Regions from separate parts of the Danio rerio genome. Here region 2 is linked to region 1. The links are chromatin contacts, called in public HiCAR-type maps. All regions are on one chromosome and are shown on one strand. Each heading gives the region's core, a stretch centred on a gene start, on an enhancer-like site or on the middle of the called end of the contact. The rest is flanking DNA. Distances are from core to core; before and after follow the strand shown.

Evidence for each region. HiCAR-type assays count read pairs that join an accessible place to other places.
Region 2: a contact with region 1 is called in a HiCAR-type map of caudal fin, with 5 times the contacts expected there. The contact joins two enhancer-like sites. A contact is called at or near these places in 1 of 18 Hi-C or Micro-C datasets (caudal fin) and 1 of 4 datasets of contacts at active chromatin or transcription factors (caudal fin).

The regions. Positions count from the first base shown.
Region 1 is chr22:30,211,101-30,216,869 of GRCz12tu, reverse strand. It overlaps impg2b (interphotoreceptor matrix proteoglycan 2b), which reads right to left. Exons shown (of 21, transcript XM_021473520.3): 16 at 5,083-5,293; 17 at 2,501-2,689. Among named protein-coding and RNA genes, the nearest start is that of impg2b, 27 kb to the right of the region's middle. Within about 2 kb of position 2,254, at least 1 of the 62 cell types and tissues checked has an H3K27ac peak or open chromatin away from gene starts, as enhancers often do. A contact at or near this core is called in caudal fin, where this site is marked.
Region 2 is chr22:30,448,142-30,453,910 of GRCz12tu, reverse strand. No RefSeq gene overlaps it. Among named protein-coding and RNA genes, the nearest start is that of adgrg7.1, 24 kb to the left of the region's middle. Within about 2 kb of position 3,635, at least 4 of the 62 cell types and tissues checked have an H3K27ac peak or open chromatin away from gene starts, as enhancers often do. A contact at or near this core is called in caudal fin, where this site is marked.

The DNA.
Region 1 (5,769 bases), core at 1,005-3,504:
ATTATAATAACAATAAAAATAATAATAAATAATAATAATAACTCTTTAGGTTATATTTTAGCTCTCCTTATGACCCAAATCAACTGGTCTAAAAGTAGTTTTTGGCTTGAGTAAAATGTACAAAAAATTGACAAACACAAAATTGTCCATAGAATAAATAATAATTTATTTGATATTGTATCTAATCTAGGCATGCTTAGCTGTTATCCAGAGTGGAATAAGTGTCCAGATCTTTCTCTGGGAAACTAATATTTTCTAGAGCCAACGGATATAAAAAGCTGATATCACTGTATTGATGCACAGATGCACAATGGGTGTTCAGGACGAAACGAACAACTTGTTCGCTAAAAGATAATTGATCCAACCTGCACATGACTTGCCTGAGAGCGTTTGTTTCATAACGACCAGCGAGAACAGATTGTGTGTTCTGGCTCGCTTGTACAACAAAGCCATAAAAACAAACACACACGTGTGTGCCATAAAATATAGCATATGTATTCTCCAAGGCTCTGTGTTGGGGTCAGTCACACTTCATTTGATGGTTTCTCACAGCAGGTCTGGTGACTGTAAGAAACTGGGCAACAACCTGTCAACAAGTGTTCATTAGATTATATTCATGGTCAAGAAAAAATTTGCTGATTATGAGTGTTTTTGGTGGTAGATGTCAATTAATATTATCAATTGACTATGGATACAATTTGTGTTGAGAAAACATAAAAGAATTTACTTATTTACTAATTTAAGTGGATTAAACATAAAACAATTAAGTTGTCCAATAAAAAACAACAATTATGTTTCACCTAAATTTACTGTAAATAAGTAGTTTGAACAAACAACAAATGTCATTTTTAGTGTAGTTGGCATGTAGTTGCAGTTATTTATAGCCATTGATTTTACCTGATATTAACATGCATTCAAATTAGTGATTCGGTGCTCTGATTATTTTTCAGTGATATGATTTTTTTTATAATGATTAAAATTATTAGATGATAACTTAATATTATTATTTAAGCATTATTTCAAACCAGACAAACAAACAAACAATAAATAAATATGAATTTGAGTTTACTTAATAATTTTGTGTTTAAATATATTTGTAACTCTTACATCTCATTTTCTGTTCTACACTACCTGACAAAAGTAATAACTTGAAAAATAATAACTTCACTTCTAGTTGACCATTTGGAAAGGTGGCAGACAGACGATTTTTCCTATAAATCATCTGTTGAATTGCATCCCAATCATCACAAATACTGCAGACGACCTATTGGAACCCGCATGGTCCCAAGATTCTCACAGAAATCAGTGAAGTTTGGTGAAGGAAAAATCATGGTTTGTGGTTACATTCAGTATGGGGGTGTGCGAGAGATCTGAAGAGGGGATGGCAACATGAACAACTCGGGGAATCAAGACACCTATACCCCGTATGGGGGTGTGCAAGAGATCTGAAGAGTGGATGGCAACATCAACAACTTGGGGTATCAAGACATTTGTGCTGCCCGTTAAATTACAAAGCACAGGAGAGGGCAATTTCTTAGGCAGTATAGCGCTCCTCATACTTAAACCTTCACATCAAAGTTTCTGAAAGCAAAGAAGGTCAAGGTGCTCCAGGATTAGCCAGCCCAGTCACCAGACATGAACATTATTGAGCATGAACATTATTGAACTTTTGTCTAAGCAAAGTCAGACCTACTGTCCCAATTAAATAATTAAAAGTCAAGACATGATCAGATTTTATTTTGGCAAAATAAGTGTAATCTAGAGGCCTTTGCCTTTCATTTAAGCCACTTAATACCAAATGATCACCTAAAAATTATTATTTGTTGATTCTAAAACTTTGTTAGGCGACAAGACCTATGTCATGTAGTGTTAGCGCTGTTGTTATAAACAATTAATAAATTAATAATTGTTCATTGACTTTTAAATAATTATTAGTGTAGTTTTTTTTTTTTTTTTGCTCAGGGTATGTAAATCTAATGCACATTTTAATCTTTATAACAAAAAAATAAAAAATAGAGCAAAATAGATACTGTATGTGACGCCCTTTTGCTTCTTTTCAAGAAAACCTTGTTTTGTTACAAGCAGTTCACACATTGACAATAAAAAGTGATTAATGCTTGAAAATACGAACAATCAGTCCTTTTAATACAAGGTGTAAATGGAGACATCAAAATAAAGTGCTCTGAAACACAGTCATAAGATTATATAGTTACTTTTCAACAGGTGAGGAAAGCAATTGTCATCTTTTGACAGCTATTAAACATGTCGAGACCTGCAACACTTTCTTCTTCTTTTTTTTAATTTAAAGCCTCAGTACAAACTCACATGGCGTAATTTTATAGCACTTATTCACAACACTGACAGAACGATTGAAATTTATGCTCCTAAAAAGTGAATTAAAGCATTTGCACTAATCTGCCAGGAAGCTCTGCTTGTTCCTCCAGAACATACGACGTTAAGATTTATTTGAATGTGTGTTTGTTGTAAGCACAGTTTGTACCGTAAAGGGTCTTCTGAATCATCTGTGTCATACTGGTCTCTCAGAGTTCGGGCCAGGAAAAAGATGACACCCGACGCCACCAGGAGAAATCCAGCAACGGACGCAATGGCAATGCCGACCACCAGCGGCTCTGACACATATTCCTCACAGTGTTCTCCTCGATACCACCAGTTTTCACCAACGCGACACCTGGAATCACAGTGGAGTGAGTGAAGTCTGGCTTTCTGGCCCTACTGTAGCTTTAAAGTGTCACAAAACCCATTTTTAACTGTTTTTCACACATTGATTTTAAAAATAGACTTGTTTTTAGCTGTGAAAAAGTTGGAAGCAGTCATGTTACACTCTGTGCTAAGGCTTTAGAGCATGTGTCGAGAAATTCAAGGAGGAAACTCGCTAACTATGTTTCCATTCAAAGATGCTAAATAAACTTGTGCCCAAAACTGGATTCAAAAGAGTCAAAGAAAACAAAATAATCGTCACTTCCACAGAATTTACTGTGGTAGAAGAGGCCACTGTGGGCTTTTCTCCTTATTTAATACATTACTTGCACCTCAGATGAATTGAGACCTAACACAATGAACTCCCATTCAAAATAGTTCTGAAGGTAATATTACTGAACCACTTTGATGACAGACTTTGGCTGAGGGATTTTAGCATGACCAAAGTTTAGTTATTTTACAATGTTGTTGGTCCATTGGTTTTTACAATAACGTCAAAAAATTTTCATGCACATTTTCATAATTTCTGCGCATCTTGTTTTTACATTAAGCACTTTTTTATGCGGTATTCCAAAATAAAAAACATATGCGCATGACTGAGTAGAATAAACTTTTTTCCAATAAGAAAATGTGCAAAAACTGCAATGGAAACACTTTTACCAAACAAAATCCAGTATGCGCATTAAAAAAAGGTTATGTGATTTTGTTTTGAGAGATCATGTGATAATAAAAATGTATGTGAATGGACAAACCAGCAGGCTGAGCACGTTGTACAACATTTGAAATGTTGTTTTGGTCTCTCTAACACATTATAACCATTTCAGTATTAGTGTTATTATATTATTAATGACCTCCAAAATCAATGTCTGTGTTCCACGTCTCATGCCTTCAAACTCCACCGCATGTTCACTGCGTGTCAGGATTGCCTTCTGAGGCACAAGTCATTTATTAAATGAAGAAAAGATTCACGCAGCTTCTCTTATCGCAGCAAATTCCTTCTTTACGGATGATATTAGGCACCAGATAATCAGGAAGTGACGATTTTGTTCACTTTGATTCGTTGGATGGAAACGCTGCTTTATTTGCACATCTTTTATGCAATAATCTAGTTTTGCGCATAAAGTTAATTCTCATTTTTGGATGAAAGCATAGCTATTTATGATTTCTGAAGCCTCATTTTTCCATATGATTTGCTGAAATTGGCTGTTCGAATCACAATTAAAAACCAGCTACTTTTTATTTTTAGAAAAGAATATTTATAGTGTATGGTATTAAATGGAATTTATAGTTTATATTGTACAATAATAAAGCTCATTTGCATTTAAAGCGACAGGTCCAAAAGCATGTTTTGCTTACTCCCAATTACGGGCAAATTTGACAACCTGTAATACATTATGAGGTATTTTGAGCAGAAACTTCAGACACATTCTGGGGACATAAAATGTATATTATCTTTTGAAAAGCACCACAATCTTCTTTAAACAATCCAAATATGATGATATTTCGTGACATAGTTTAAACTTAGCTTTTTCAAACAAGAAAAATGTATTAGCTCATAAAAATGCCAACAACAAAAAAAAAAATCTAAAGTAACTTAAGTCGTTTTCAGCAATGTGTCACCCATATTGTATACACTCTTTGGTCACTTTATTAGGTACACCTGTCTAACAAAAGTTTCTAATTAGCCAATCTCATGGCAGCAACTCAATGCACTTAGGCATGTAAATTTGGTCAAGACGATCTGCTGCAGTTCAACCTGAGCATCAGAATGGGGAAGAAAGGTGATTTAAGGGACTTTGAATGTAGCATGGTTGTTGGTGCCAGACAGGCTGGTCGGAGTATTTCAGAAACTGCTGATCTAGTGGGATTTAAACACACACAACCATCTCCAAGGTTTACAGAGAATTGTCAGAAAAAGAGAAAATATCCAGTGAGCTGCAGTTCTGTTGGCACAAATGCCTTGTTGTTGATGCCAGAGGTCAGAGGAGAATGGCCAGACTGGTTCGAGCTGATAGAAACGCGACAGTAACTCAAATAACCACTCGTTACAACCGAGGTATGCAGAAGAGCATCTCTGAACACACAACAAAAATCTTTTAAGGCAGATGGGCTACAGTAGCAGACAAATCTACAGCAACTGCGTGATGCAACTCATGCTGATTCGTGATGCATCAGCAACTGCGTGATGTCCATGTCAATATGGACAAAAGTCTACAAGGAATATTTTCAGTACCTTGTTCAATCTATGCCATGAAGGATTAAGGCAGTTCTGAAGGCAAAAGAGTGTCCAACCCTTTACTAGTAAGGTGTGCCCAATAAAGTGGCCAGTGAATGTTTGTCAACAGTTGTTTTTAAAGCACTCACCTGCAGATGGCGCCCTTGCCAGGTATTATGTCACATTTCCCGTCATTTAGGCAGAAGTCTTCTTGGATGTCGCAGATGCTCTGGCATGGCAGTCCGTCAACGCTGAAATAACCAGCGTTACAAACACACTCGGCCTCACCTGACCAGCGGTTCACCAAACACTTGGAGAACTCGTTACATGCCTGGAACTTACAAGGATCTGCCTGGTCACCTAATGGTAAAAAGAAAGACGAGTGTATTATGGATTTATCATCGTAAAATTGGTATGTCAGCAGGATTAGCAAAGATGAAATGAGATGAGACGTTTAAATTTGGCAAAAGTTATAATTGTTAACCAAAATTAAAACTGAAACTAAAACGGAAAATAAATAATGTTTTTTTAAGAAAATAAAAAAAATACAAAAATACAAATTTCTTGTAAATAAATAAAGTTAATGTAAAGAAAATTAATATAAATAAAATGACAACGCAAAATTAGAAAATAAAATTACTAACCTAAATTACAAAACGTAGAAATTAAAATTAAAAAATGCAATAAAACCCAAAATATTAAAAATTACTATACAACAAATAAAATGAAAAACTCAAATTAAATGTAAAACAAATACTCATTAAAAGTATCAATGTATATGAATAAAAAATGCAAAAAAAAATTATGGAAAACAATTCTAATTATTTTTTTCTTTA
Region 2 (5,769 bases), core at 2,386-4,885, 240 kb before region 1:
AAGCCATGTAATGCATATATTGAGTTTGGATATATATCTCTTTGTTGTGTTTCCATCATTGAGTGGCTAGTGAATTGACACTATGTCTTCACAGTTTTATATTTTAAAAGGGTGATCTATAATTATTCATTCATTCCTATTCCTTCGGCTTAGTCCCTTATTTTTTTAGGGTTCGCCACAGCAGAATGTACCACCAACTATTTAGACATGTTTTACACAGTGAATGCCCTTCCAATAACAACCCAGCACTGAGAAACTCGCTATACACTCTCACATTCACACACACACTCAAACACCAAGGCCAATTTACTTCTTCATATTCAGTTATGCTGCAAGTATTAGGACTATTCCCACTCATACACTATGGACAATTTAGCCTACCCAATTCACCTGTGCCGCATGTCTTTGGACTGTGGGGGAAACTCCGAGGAAAACCACGCGAATGCAGGGAGAACATGCAAACTCCACACAGAAATGCCAACTGACCCAGCCAAGGCTCGAACCAGCGACTTTCTTGCTGTGTGGCGACAGCACTACCTACTGCGCCACTGCATCGCCCCTAATTCCATCTCATTTCTTAAATAAAAATGCTAATGCATTGTACACTAAACTGCTGTTAAATACTACTGATCCTAGCATTGTGCATTAAACTATTTTCACTGATTGGCAAAAAACAGAAAGCACCGATCATAGGCTGCATTTTTATGATGTCATCATGTAGATTTTTCACAAAGTATTTGAAAATATTTTTAAAAAATACAAAACTACAAGACACTAAAGTATTTTAATACATAATATAAACCAATTCTCATAAACCCTATCAAAACTACAAATTACTTTTTTGCATTTGAAATATGTAATTAAATTACTTGTATCATAAATACTGCCCATCCCTGCTAGAGACCCATTGTTTATGCACATATTCATAGCTTAGTAATTTAATGTATTTGTTACACCTACATTTAAATCAGTGTATTATGCCAATATGATTTGCATATAAGAAAGATAAACTGCAACTTTTTGTAACGAAATTCATTAGAAAGTATTGTCAATGTAATGACTCTTGATGTGTCAGCTTGTTAAAGGGTACATCTTAATTTTTCTAGTAAAAAATTCAAAGAAATCTATCAAGAAGCATTGTCTTGATAAGTTAAATAAAATGTTTTGTTTTAGGAAATAGTCAAAAGTAAGTGATTTTTCTTTCTTTAAAAGAAGCAATTAATCTGCCAATGGTATTTAATCTTATTTCAGCATAAAACAATATCCTTTTACTTACCCCATTAACCGATTATATAGGCTTGTTTTAAGCCACCTAATGCTGTGATATTATTAGTGAAAACAAAATTTTTTTTTTCTAGAAAAGGATTCTTGATTTAAGATTATTTTTTTTAAGATATTTTGAGATATTTTTAATAGAAATAAGACTAAAACTAATAGCATTTTTGCAATGTTGGTTTGCCCTGTTCAGAATCAGAATCAGAAAGAGCTTTATTGCCAGGTATGTTCACACATACGAGGAATTCGTTTTCGTGATTGATCATCTACAGTGCAACAGCATTACAGAGACAGGACAAAAAAAAAACAGATAATAAATATATTTTAGAAATAGAAGTAAGTAGTAAATGCAAATATACAAATTGACAAGTGTATGTACAGCCATATTACTCTATACAATGTTATATCAGCAGCTGTTATGTGCAAATTAGCATGTAAAGTGTGTTATTAAATAAGTACATATGTGTATAAAAAAAGTGTATAGCAAGTAGTAATGTTTGTTCAATTGTTTCACAATTATCATCATCAAGTGTTCATTAGATGGATTGCCTGAGGGAAGAAGCTGTATCTGTGTCGGGCTGTTCTGGTGCACAGTGCTCTGTAGTGTTGACCAGAAGGTAAAAGTTCAAAGAAGCAGTGTGCTGAGTGTGATGGGTTCAGAGTGATTTTGGCAGCCCTTCTGCTTGCTCTGGATAAGTACAGTTCTTGGAGAGTAGGGAGGGTTGTACCAATGATTGGCTCAGCAGTTCGAACTAGTCGACGTAGTCTTCGTAGGTTGGATTTGGTAGCTGAGCTAAACCAGACAGTTATTGATGTGCAGAGGACTGATTCAATGATGGAGGTGTAGAACTTCAGCAGCTCCTTTAGGAGGTTGAACTTTCTCAGCCGACAAAAAAAGTACAGCCTCTGTTGAGCTTTTTTTGTCAATGAAGTCAAAGTTTCCCACTTCAGGTCCTGAGAGATGGTGGTGCCCAGGAACCTGAATGACTCCACTGCTGCCACAGTGCTGTTCATGATGCTTAGTGGGGAGAGAGCAGGGGTGTTTCTCCTGAAGTCCACTATCATCTCCACTTTTTTGAGTGTGTTGAGCTCCAGGTTGTTGTGACTACACCAGACTGCTAACTCCTTAACCTCCTGTCTGTAAGCAGACTTGTCACCGTCCTGAATGAGGCGAATAAGTGTGGTGTCGTCTGCAAACATTAGGAGCTTGACAGAGGAGTCATTTGAAGTACAGTCATTTTGTGTACAGGGAGAAGAGCAGTGGGGAGAGGACACACCCCTGGGGGGAGCCAGTTAAGATTGTGCGGGTACTAGATGAGAATTTTCCCAGCTTCACCAGCTGCTGCCTGTCCATTAGAAAGCTGTTGATCCACTGACAGACAGAGATCGCCATATATGAGAGAGTATGGGCATAAGAGTTGATTTGGGCAGGAGAAGTTTTAGGATGAAAGTGTTAAAAGCCGAGCTGAAGTCAACAATCAAGATCCTCACATAGGTCCTTGGTCTGTCTAGGTGATGCAGAACATAATGCAGTCCCATATTGATTGCATCATCCACAGATCTCTTTGCTCTGTAGGCAAACTGAAGAGAGTCCAGCGAGGGTTCAGTAATGTCCTTCAGGTTGGCCTGCACCAGTTTTTCAAAAGACTTCATGACTGCAGATGTTAGCGCCACCGGTCTGTAGTCATTTAGTCTTTTATGTTTGGGTTTCTTTAGGATGGGAATGATGATGGAGCGTTTGAGGCATGAGGGCACTTCACACAGCTCCAGTGATCTGTTGAAGATGGGGGTGAAGATGGGAGCCAGTTGGTCAGCACAGGATTTTAAACAGGCTGGTGTAAATGGTCTTGTAAAATGTAAAATGTCCTATACAAGTAAGTGAGTGAAATATAAAACATATATATATATATATATATATAAACCAGTTAGTTAGCATAAATTAAAGTTCACACTTAACCACAGTATTTCAAAACAAATCTGTATTTGTATTTCATAATTACATTACCAAATGCTAGCAAAAAAAAACACTCTGTCGAGGCCACTCAAAGTTTTTGTTATTAGCAAGTGCCGAGGTTTTGGAGCAGGTGCCAGACCATATGGGTTGTAACTTTCTGTCCTTTCAGAAACACAAGTCCAATATTATTCAGTCATAGAGTTAAGCATATAAATAAGACTTCTGTATAACTCATAATTCACTATTTATAGTTGGTAGTCCGCACAGACTAGGCGTTTTCTCTTCCTTTGTAGACGATGACCTCATGGCCGTCAGTGCGGTTCTGACCTGTTCGGTTCGGTTATGTGTGTGTGTTTGTCTGTATAGTAAAATGTGGATGTTAAATCGACCCAGGTCACAATCTCAATAACACTCGCAATTCCTTCATCTGCCGCAAGAGGGCGCACATAATCTGTTCAAGTCAACAACACCTCAAGTAATATTGATTTCCTCAAAACCTGTTGAACACATTTGTCACAGATGTGCCATTGAACAAACACGTAAACATGAAGGTATGTTGATTAAAAAGCACATAAACCTGCACATAACAGACCACTAAAAAGTTAAACCACCCTATATCAGAATCCTGTAGTTTGAGGATTGTCTTTGAGGAGCCAACTGGCTTAAAATGCCAATGCACAGCTAGTGTTTTTTTTAGCCAATGATGAACTTCGGTTGAAAGCTTTATGTGGCTATTTTCAATTTCATAAGGTTTCTGTTACAGCATGGATGTTGTAATGTAATTCAAATATAATTAGTTAAATACACGTAAGCATCCATTTGGTTGTTAATGCATAAAAAGAGACGAAAGACCACGTCAGTAGCAGCAGGCTAGTGCAAAAACTCCTTTGAAATTGCTGGGGTAAAATTAATCTCCATATTTTAAACACATGGATTGGAAAATATAATTTAATGCAGTGCTTCTTGCATGGTCTGATGCCCACTTTATGTTGTAATTAAGGCAGGCAGTGAAGATCTTAAACCTGGCTATTTTGTATTACAATTAACCTGAAGGCTGGCTGACTGAAATTAAAAGTATGTGTGCATATACACCAATATGTGAACTAGTTGTTTGGTCCTTAGAATGACTGGATTTGAGTACAAAGCAGCAGTTTCTCCTTTTTGGGTCACTGGTTTTATAGCTGTTGAAGTACTTACTGGCTAAAAAGTTTTTCGAAAATGGCTGACAACACACTTTTTTGTCCTGTTTTCTCGCCTCACAATTTACTGCAAAGATAATTAGATTTCCTTCTTCTGCCTACTTACTGTAGTTCTTGAACGTGTCTTTCTTTGAAAGAGAGCATCGTATTCTGGGAATTCTAGGTATCGTGTGTCTCTGTGATCTCAATTCATGACGGTAAGTGACCGGTTAGCGTCACTCTTAAGAGTCAAACACGTGCTTACACAAAAAAAGTACAAATATTACCGGCATCTGTCAGTATTATGGGTTTGTGTTGGCATATATTTTCATGATTTATGAGAGGGCAAATGGTTTGCTGTCAGTTTGGTGGTTCTTTTGACAGTGTTTTTAATAATCCAGATTTTTTTTTTTCTGTATGAAGGGTCATAAGACATAACTACTGCCATTTTAATAGTCATGTGAATGACGCACACACAATGTAGCTTATATAAAGAGTACAGATTCAAAAGTCTGAAATTTTAACTATTTTTGTGCTTACACTATGTCTAATAGGGTTTGTCATTGCTTCTAAAGTAAAAAAAATAAACATAAACATAGGAGGTCGATAAAAATGCTCACTTTAGAAGAAAATTTGATATAGTACAGTCCATGGCTTTTGAATCTGAAATCTTCACAAATATTTTATGTATGTATGTATGAATGTATGTATATGAACTGTATGTGTCTATGCATGTAAATCTAAAGCCTTATTATGCTTTTTTTTTTAAATCAATTAGAAATTATTTAAAACATTTTGCACAAATCTTTAATGTAAACAGCTAGGGGTGGACTATAGGACTGTTTGTGTGCAGTTGCATAGTGTTTTTTTTTATATAAAGTGAAATCATGGTGGCTCTGTGATTAGCACTGTCTCCTCACAGCAAGGTCACAGATTTGAGTCCCGCACTGTTTCCCTAAAGTTCATTCCACTATGGCGACCCTTGATAAATAAGAGACCAAGCTGAAGGAAAATGAATTAATGATTGAAGTGAAATCACTACCTTCTGGCCTGGGATACATAATGGAGCTTTTTGTTGTTTCAAATATTCATGTGAACTGGGGTTATTTTAAAAAAAAGTGTTGCCATCAATAGATGAGACAATGTAGATGTGTATCTTAAAGAAAGTATTTTAACATAAATTTTCATCATTTAAATGTGTAAAGAAACTGTTATGCTACTCTAAATTCCTCACTGACTATCAGAAGTTAGCGATGATTTTTATTTGACACTTCCAGTCACTTTTGAATTGCCGTTACATAATCATCTGCATGTTCCCTATTAAAGTCATCATGTGAATTCAATTATTCTAGAAGTATGATG